2 separate regions of the Zea mays genome follow, and region 2 is linked to region 1. The links are chromatin contacts, called in public Hi-C maps. All regions are on one chromosome and are shown on one strand. Each heading gives the region's core, a stretch centred on a gene start, on an enhancer-like site or on the middle of the called end of the contact. The rest is flanking DNA. Distances are from core to core; before and after follow the strand shown.

Evidence for each region. Hi-C and Micro-C count contacts between places; a contact is called where the count stands out from the background.
Region 2: a Hi-C map of leaf shows a contact between it and region 1, with 9 times the contacts expected there. The contact joins the promoter of LOC542488 here to the promoter of LOC100283836 in region 1. A contact is called at or near these places in 15 of 25 Hi-C or Micro-C datasets (bundle sheath, ear, endosperm and 5 more) and 2 of 3 datasets of contacts at active chromatin or transcription factors (leaf and seedling).

The regions. Positions count from the first base shown.
Region 1 is chr1:158,902,112-158,906,611 of Zm-B73-REFERENCE-NAM-5.0, reverse strand. It overlaps LOC100283836, which reads left to right and starts at 2,050. Exons shown (of 8, transcript NM_001156734.1): 1 at 2,050-2,250; 2 at 3,144-3,300; 3 at 3,458-3,535. The coding sequence starts at 3,152.
Region 2 is chr1:158,675,062-158,679,703 of Zm-B73-REFERENCE-NAM-5.0, reverse strand. LOC542488 (rough sheath 2) reads left to right here and starts at 2,905. Exons shown (of 2, transcript NM_001112039.2): 1 at 2,905-3,533.

The DNA.
Region 1 (4,500 bases), core at 801-3,300:
TTTTGAGGAGGTACTTCTGGGTAATAACTGAGTTTATTACTAAAACTTGGCTCTACTACTAATAATAAATGTTTGACCAACTAAAAGCAACTGCTTAACCTCAACTCCATATACAGCTAGTCCACTTTAGCCAAACGGGACATTTGCTGAGTACGTTGATGTGTACTCACCCTTGCTTTACACACCACCCCCACCCAGGTTGTCCCTGGTGTACCTAATGCTCAATAGGTGATGCTGGCAACATGGATGACTTCGAGGAGTTCCAGGAATATGACGAGTTCTAGTTCTTCCTTAGTGGCAAACCCCTAGTCAGCTGCCTGTGTAGGCTTAGCATCTACGTTCCGTATTTCCACACTTTGATAGTTATGTTGAACAATTGTTATGTAATAGACACTGTGGATGTCTTGGACACCTTGATGTAATTAAGTACCTTTCCGTTATTTAATTCGAGCATTGTGTGATGATGTCCAATTATGTAATCGCTGTGTACGTGAGTTTCTGATCCTGGCACGTACATGGTTCGCATTCGGTTTGCCTTCCGAAACCGGGTGTGACAGTTTTCTATGGGTAAGAGCCATGCCACCCTGATTGTGTCTCGTGATCAGGGCGACATCGTTCTTGTTCGTTGATCGCGTCTCGTGATCAGGGCGACGTCGTTCTTGTTCGTTAAAATCTTTGTGTTCTCTCATACTGAAGCGTTTTTATGGTGAGAAGCACTAGTTATCGTAGTATTTACAAGAAAATGTCGGCAGATTTGTCATATTTATGTGTTGTCTGCCGAACAGAAACGTTTAGCCGCCCCAACACGAATTCTCAAGTGTAAGGGCGGCGCCTCACTTTGTTTCATCTAGTGGATCTGATCTGTTATGGTTAGTCTTTGATCCATCAAGGATCTATTTAATATCTACATAGTTAGGCCTTGCATACGGGTTGGATGTTCTGGTAACATGCTGGATACTTCGTGTTGGCTCGGGTAGGGATTGTTTCGGAAATCGGCTTACGCTGGTTTTTAGGCCTCTCATCCGGTCGACACTTGGATGTCTGTCACTCTTGCTAGGCCCAGCTATGTGCAGGATTTTCCGACTGTGCAATGAAACTTTAACCATAGTGGTTTGGGTGTACCTGGTGCAAGCAGAGCGAGGTCTCAAGAGCCATCGACTCCATGCTCGCTAGCGTGTGGATCTGATGCGAGCCTGGGGAGACGATCGACTTCTTACAACCAATATGACTCGGGGAGCCAAACATGGCTCAAACTAACGTTTGCATGTGTTTGTGTATGCAAGAAACCAACTCGGAGCACATCGACACCCTCCTGATCGGGTATAGGTCAGGTGGCACGCTAGGAGAACCTCAAAGCCAGGCCGTACGCCAAGATCCGAGCCGCTGATCGAGGGACCGGGGCCCGCTAGCCGTCCTGAAAAGCCTCCCGGCTCCTCGTGTTGCCTGTTGTCTCTCAACTGTGGGTTTCGGGTGGCAACATATCCAAATCGAGATTAGATCTTTAATATACACACTTTAAAAGTTTACGAACCGTATTAACACACCCGCTCAAGTCAAGGGACCAAAAATGCTCTTTACTCTATATACAAACGTAGGACACTTAATACTAGTTTGCATTAGGGGCATGTTTGGTTCAACTTTTTTTCTGAGGCTGGCTATGGAGAGAATCTGAGTATCGTACGTGCGGGGGAAGATAAAAGAGTCTATGGAGTTTAGGATGTAGAAAGTGATGGTTCGCTACTATCGCAGATTTTGGACAGTTTTTACTAAAATGTTTTTTTATAGAAGTGGACGGAAAAACCGAGCATTTGCAGTCTAGCAGGTTCTAATGGCTAGAAGCTCAAAAAAAGTGGAACAAACATAGCCTAGGTTTGCTAGTTGGAAGAGGTGTAAAGAAGCAAATTCAGAAACGGACAATAGTCAAAGGAATAATTGGATCTCGTAGTTAAATTCCTAGACAGGCCAGCGCCGGCCCACCGGCGCGATGCCGGGCAAAGGCCGGAGCGCCTATATACTCTCTTATCAAGGCACGGGCGCACGGCACGGCCCATCACCCATCACGTATCGCTCCCTCCCTCGGCCCTCGATCGTACGGCGCGAGCGTTGCGCTCCACGCCTTCCTCTTCCTCGTCTGGCATCGCGAACCGCCGCACCCCACCCACCCGCCCACAGGCCACAGCCCACCCCCTTCTCCAGGTCTCTCCCCGGCGGCGGCGGGTGCGGTTCTCCGGCCATCACCGTGCGCACCAGGTAACTCCCTATCTCTCACTCCCTTCGTTTCTCTCTCAGTGCACCACGGCTGTCCATAAGTGGGCGCGCTCTTGTGGAGACCTTTCGCCGCAAACCCTAGCTGTGCAACGCACCGATAGATCCGTCATTACGGTTTAGATCTGCACGGGAGTAGTTACAACTAGTATTCCTCAACTAGCGAGGAGCTGTTTACTAGTTGCGGGATTACGAGGGGTGATTTTTCTCCACTGGGAATTTTAGATCTCGATTGCCTTTTGCGACGACTTGTTAGACTTGTTTGGGTTATTGTCCAAGCTGAGACTTGTAGGTGCACCAACGCCAATGCTTTCGCTAACGGCTAAGTTGTGTTGTGAGGTGATTGTGCTTTATCTTAGCGGGTCGTCTGAGGATTTGCCGGGTTATGCTTTTGATCTGTAGCGCTCCTCATTTTGTTTTACTCTAGGTTTAAATTAGACCGTTTGCCGATTCTTATTTGGAACTGCAATTTAATAACTGGACTGGAAAGACCATACCTCTGCTTTGTCTATTTTGGTTTAGTTAGTCAGAAAGAAACAGTGAACATACATGTTAATGCAGTTTCCATTGTAATACTTTGCCTCATCCTGTGGTTTAAGATTAGCATGATCTATTCTATGCCATGTCACCGGTGAATTTTTAAGTTGTTTGTCATTTTCAAGCATCTGATGAACTGTGCATCAAATGGCGATGAACACTCATTTTTGTTTTGTTATACATGACTTCAGTGCCCATGAATGATTTTGTATTTGTATGTTCTAGCCTGTAAGCTATACGCAGGCTGAATTGTAATGTACGACAATACACCACTCATAAGTCTGATTTACCGAGCCTGTATTTTTATTAACATGGTCTGTTATGTTTCGGTGCAATTACAGGAAAAACTATGAGGAGGTACAGCCCCCCTTATCGCAGCCCCCCCAGGAGGGGATATGGTGGCAGAGGAAGAAGCCCCCCTCCTCCCAGGAGGGGATATGGAGGACGCAAGGAGGGTAGTGGAAGCCTTTTGGTCCGCAACATCCCATTAAGTGTCAGGTACAGAAACTGTGCATGCAAAACAGTGTACTTTTTCCTTCCATCTTTAAAAGAATAAATTGATCTTCATTTTATGACATACTGTTTTAAATAAAGAACCGAATACTCCTATGATACTTGAGTAGTTGACTTTAATTTTCTTCTCAAACTTTGTAAGAGCGGAGGATCTTCGAGTTCCTTTTGAAAGGTTTGGCCCTGTTCGGGATGTTTACATTCCAAAGGACTATTACTCTGGGTAAGTTGTACTAAATCACCATATTCTGTGAGTTATGTCTTAATTCCTCAAAAAGATAGCTATTGCTGTTTCTATAATGTTTGGAGCTTTAAATAGTTGGAGACCTGGCTAGTTTTTCTTGGTCATAATCAACAACAAGAAGAACATCAAAGCTTTTTATCCCAAGCAAGCTGGGTATGCTAGAGTTAAAAATCCAATAGAACCCACAAGTCAAGGTTCGGGCACATGGATGGGTATATCCTATCATCTCAAGTCTCTTTTCATTGCCTCTTTCCATGTCAACTTTGGTTTTCCTCTTCCTCTCTTCTCGTTGCTTCGTGCCTTAGGATCCCACTACGTACTGGCGCTTCTAGAGGGTCTCTGTTGGACATGACCAAACCATCTCAACCATAGTTATTAAGGCGGTAAGGCGACCGACCCCCTTTTACCTTTCATCGGGTAAAGTGTAAGGTGAGGCAACACCTCATTTATATAGATATAAATATAAATAAAAAATAGACCAAATATTATATATATCAATAATTCAAAGTTAATAAGCAATCTAGCACAATTGTAAAGTCTATTAGGCCCATTTCGACATAGTAGAAGAGAGAAATAGGAAAACAGAAAAAGAAAAAAGCCCACAACCAGCTGTCCAGCCCAACACACTAGTTTTATGATAAACCTACCGCCAGCCTCAGCCGCTCTCCACTCTCAGCTGCCAGCGCAGCTGTCCTCTCTCCCTCTCCCCTGCGCCGCCGCCGCACTTCTACCGGAGCCCTTCGCGCTGCTAGCCTCAGCCACTCTCCTATCTCTCCCTCTCTCGCAGCTCTCCTCCTCCTCTCCCCCGCGCTGCCGCCGTGCATTTCCCGGAGCCATGCGCGCCGCAGAGCCTCCTCACACTCACACCTTACTCTCGCGGGCAAGGTGACAGGATGCCTTATGAGTCCAAGCCCGCCTTACCTCTTAAGCGTCACTTTAGGGAC
Region 2 (4,642 bases), core at 1,656-4,155, 230 kb after region 1:
TAAGTACCGCTATAACATTACATCTGGTGCAAAAAAAAATACCAACCTCATCGTAATCGACCATATGTCCACAAAAATATCCAACACCAAGCTCCGAAGGAACTAATCCATACTTAGCTTCAATACCGCATTTGCAGAGTACTGGATCAAATTTGACCTCTTCTGCCGCCCACCCCATGTATCTCTTTTCCTTTACCTCTGGCTCTGGCCAATGGGACAAAGGACCATACAACCACTCTCTGAAACGACACTTACGCCACCCGTATGGCTGCAGGAGAAAAATTAGTAATTTATTGTAAATAAAAATAGTTCATATATTTAACGTATCAATGGGCTCACATAATCAATGTTCGGACAACAGAACTGCTTGTCATAGTCTTCGTCGATGACAGCACGGTCTCCACAATCGCATCGAGGCGGTGAGTCCATCCGTCTTTCTGTTGCTACCTCCTTCTCTGCATCCGTCATTGGTGGAGGATTCGGGGGAGGAGGTACCCAACGCTTAAAACGCTCATGACTGGTCTTTCCACTCAACCAATTAACGAAAAGAAGATATCGAGGGTCAAATTTATCAGGACCATCGATCCACTGGAAAAAGAAACACCTCTGATGTCCCTAAAATAATGGAAAGATGCACTATTACATATCTACAAAAAAATGAATGCGAATAAAGTTAAGTGACAAGTCATAAGCTACGTACGTCCAAAGTGCCACAAAGGTAGTAGCAGCGAGCAGCCGTGTCTGGATGTTGTGATTGATGTACCCAAGCCAGTCTGCCACAGTCACAGTTAGGCACGTGGAGTTCAGGAGGAACAGGAGCATCCTTACTAGATACGTCCGGATATAACTCCCGAGGACGACCTCTCTTCTGCCACAACGCCTCTCGGTACATGTCTTTCATCTAATAAACGATTATAATTATCACTTGTACCTATTTTGCTTTATAATAAGTCTACACAAACTAATATTCGAAATAATAATATAATAGGTGTATACAAATTATTTAACTAACAACCCAATATACAAAACGAATCAGTTGGAAATCATACCTTGGCCTACGAAGTGAACCAACTCAAATATTTGAATCCAACAATTTTTGACGAAGTTTGGAAATGGGATGAAATGAGCTGCTCTCGGCCAGCCGCGCGGGCGTTTTTATAGGCATTCGTAGCTCGGCGCCAAGATCTGTGGCGCCGAGCTACGAGGCCGCGCCGCCGCCACGTCAGAGCCAGGTAAGCCCTGGACGCAACTAGCCGTTGCGGCCACGTCACAGCTCGGCGCCATAGGCTGTGGCGCCGAGCTGTGTTAGCTCGGCGCCACGGCCTATGGCGCCGAGCAAAGGGTCCAAAACTGCATTTAAAATTTTTTTAGGTCTAAACGTAAATTTACTTCGGTTTAGGGGCTAAAATACAAAAAATTCGGCTTTCAAGACCCAAGGTAAGAAACTTGAGGTAGTCAAAGACTTGACCGAGAGGCTAGATTCTCTTGCCCAAACCTAGGACTCAGCCCTGGTCGAATAAGCAAAGATCACTGAGCTCAAAAGCAATTCTTGTCTGTGTCTGAGAAGGCTATAGACAATGAGAGATCCGTTAATAGAGGATTGGTTGCTCGGTTGTACTTAGCCACCAAGGCCAGAAACTCGGCTGATGAAGAGAAACATTAGTAAGTTCCTAAGCGCTTTGGTCTTTTTAATACTTCCTTATGTTTGCCCAAAACCTGGTCCTGCCAAAAACTTGTTCTTGTCAATCAGTTGTGTCAATATGGACGACTTACATCCATGATGTTGAAGAATGTCATGTACCCAAAGTAGTGTGAAGAGTCCGATAAGAAAAATCACCCAACATTAAATAAATAGTGAGATGGAGAGTCTGAATAGCTGATATAAAATTTAGAAGTAAAAATGTATTGATTGCTGACAAAAAAATCGTAAGATATTAAGATCAATAACAATACTATATGTTATTTATTTTTATCTAATTATTATGCTAATAGTAGCTGATATAACCACACACAGTTATTATACTAGTTTGACCTGTGTAACTGTTGGCCACAGAACAGGCTAGCTACTCGTCATGGGCACTCACTCAGGCGTGCCTGTTGAGTAGGAGCAGTAGTAGTAAAAAAGAAGAAGGAAAAAAAAGCGATCTCTAATCCGCGCGGCGCGGGGGCCATGCTGCCGTGATTTGACTCGTGGAAGCCCTCCTCCACGCTCGCTCCCCATCTTTTTCGTCGCTTTCCACGCGCGCTGTGCTCGCTGCCACGACAAGACGCGACGCCGACGACGTACGGCGCCTTTTCCCACCGCCCGCCCGCGCGCCGGCCAGCCCCCCAGAGATGCTGCCATTTCATTTCCCACCCCATCCCATCGATCGTCACTCTACTACTACTAATATTGAAGGAGCGATTAAAGCCAGCTATTAACATTGAAGGAGTAGTAGAAGCTGCAAATTCAACCCAAACGGATAGATTGTATAGGACTGGAATGAGTTTATTTCTTTGAATCTGATTTTTTTGCGTAAAATTTGATTCGGGGCGCGTATCCACCCACCCACGCGCGCACGCCAGAGAGGCCGGAGCCATGTCCGTCCATGTCGCTCGCTCGTCCCATCAATCAACTCTCCAACAGTCTCGCCTCTTCTCTTCTCTTCTCTCTCTCTTTTCTTTAACTTCTCTCTCCTTCCATCCCCCGCTGCCTCTGCGTGCTCAGCCCAGGGCCAGGGCCGGGCAAGCCAGTACTGCGAAGTCAGCTCGCAGCAGAGAAAGCACCCCCGGCCCACCCCCACAACCACGTACTGTATACTGCTGCCACTGCGCCAGCCAGCACGCTCCTCCACCTCCATGTGCATGCTGCAGCTGGAGCTGCATGTGTAGGCGTGGCCGTGTCCCGTCTCTCGTCTCGTGTGGGGGTGCCTGTGCTCATGCCATTGCCATTGCCATTGCCATGCTGCGTGCCGCTGTTGCCCGTGCTTCACCTGCGCTGCGCCCCCCTGCTCCACTCCATCCTAGTAGCTCTACAGCTTCGAGTAGCTCGCTCTCACTCGCGCTCTCTACCGCTCCGGCTCGCTGAGACCCTGACCCTGTGTCCCTGTCTATATATACACGCGCGCCCCCTTTCCGGGCATCCCTTTTCCTCCCGCCCGCGCCCCCGTCTTTTCCTTTCCGCGTGCCCTAATTTCTCGCTGCGCCTTGTCCCCCACACCTCCCTCCCTCCGCCGCTGGTGCTCTCTCCTCCTATACATACAAACACATACACACAAGCTCGCTCGCTCGCTCACGGGCTGTGAGAGAGGCCGTGGAAAGGAATCTTTCAGCTCACACCTCCCTATCCCTCCCTCCCTCCCTCCCTTCTCCTCCTACTGCTACTGCTCGCCAGGTCCCCTCGCTCGCTCGTCGTCTTCAACCTCACACAATTATTTGTGCTCCCGCTCCTTCCGTCCGTCCTTCCTCCCCCCTCCCCTCTCCCGCTCCTGCTGCCTTGCCTCTCAGCCGAGGGACGCCAAGGTCTCTGCCAGGATGGTGTAGGCCGTGCCTCTGTAAGTTCTTCGTTTCCTAGCTTTACTATCAACGCGCACGTATTAGTTCACTCGTTCGTTCGTCTCTGGTTGTGTGGATTATTGGGGAGGAGTAGCAGTAGTGGCAGTCTGATCTGGTTTAGCATGTCTTCTTGCATTCGGGTTGTTTTTTACGGCACCTCCTACATAGTAGCAGTAGCAGTACTGTGGTAGAGATGTTGATTTGTGACAAGGATTGTTCCTCAGTTTCCGGGTCTTTTATTTTACCAGAGGAAGCGCGCGGGTGCAGCCGCTGAATGTGATGTGTCCCCGGTTTTTTTTCTTCTATTTTTCTCTCTCGTTCTTTATTTCGTGGTATGTGCGCGTGAGCAGGAGAATTTCTTTTTTTGAAAGGCGAGCAGCAGGAGATTGTGTCGTCGATTTCGTTCCCAAAAATTTGGCTATTTAGTTCATGTCCTGCGGCCCCCCTATTTATTTCCTCCTGTTCGTCGGCGAGAACCGTCGGTCGTCTGCCTCGTACGTGAATTCTTCTCGTTCGGCTTCAGGTGTGCGGCGGCGGTCCTGAACTCGTTTTGGTCTGTCAGAATAGTTACTAGTTAGTTTGGTGCCATGGTTCTTCAGAAATCTTCCCGGTCGTCAACGCCATGTTTTCTTCACCCACCATTGTCCAGCTTGATCTCATCTCCCCTGGATGCCCTTTGGAGTATTAACCAATTAAGATCGAGCAAGGATCTGCAGCATGCGAAAATGATGAAGAAACCTTTGGGGGGGGGGAAAAAGAGAAGAGAATCGCTACTCCTATTCCTATATGATACTGTAAAGTTCACATCCAGCAGTCCACTCCAAGCAAGCCCTACGCAGATCCAACAAGTCCCATCCTACCCTTGTACTACATATATGTCGTAGGGTACCACCACACTGATCTGGCGTCGACACGTTGCTGTCCGCATTGTTGGGGCTATGTTTCCTCATCATGGTTTCACCATGCTTTGATTAGACGTAGATTTCGTAGAACCAACCAATCCTCAACAACACCACTTGGCCATCTCATGATTGTGTGTAGGGCATCACTACCCCCCCCCCCCCCCCCCCCCCCCCTCTCTCTCTCTTTCTCTGTCAAAATCTGGTCT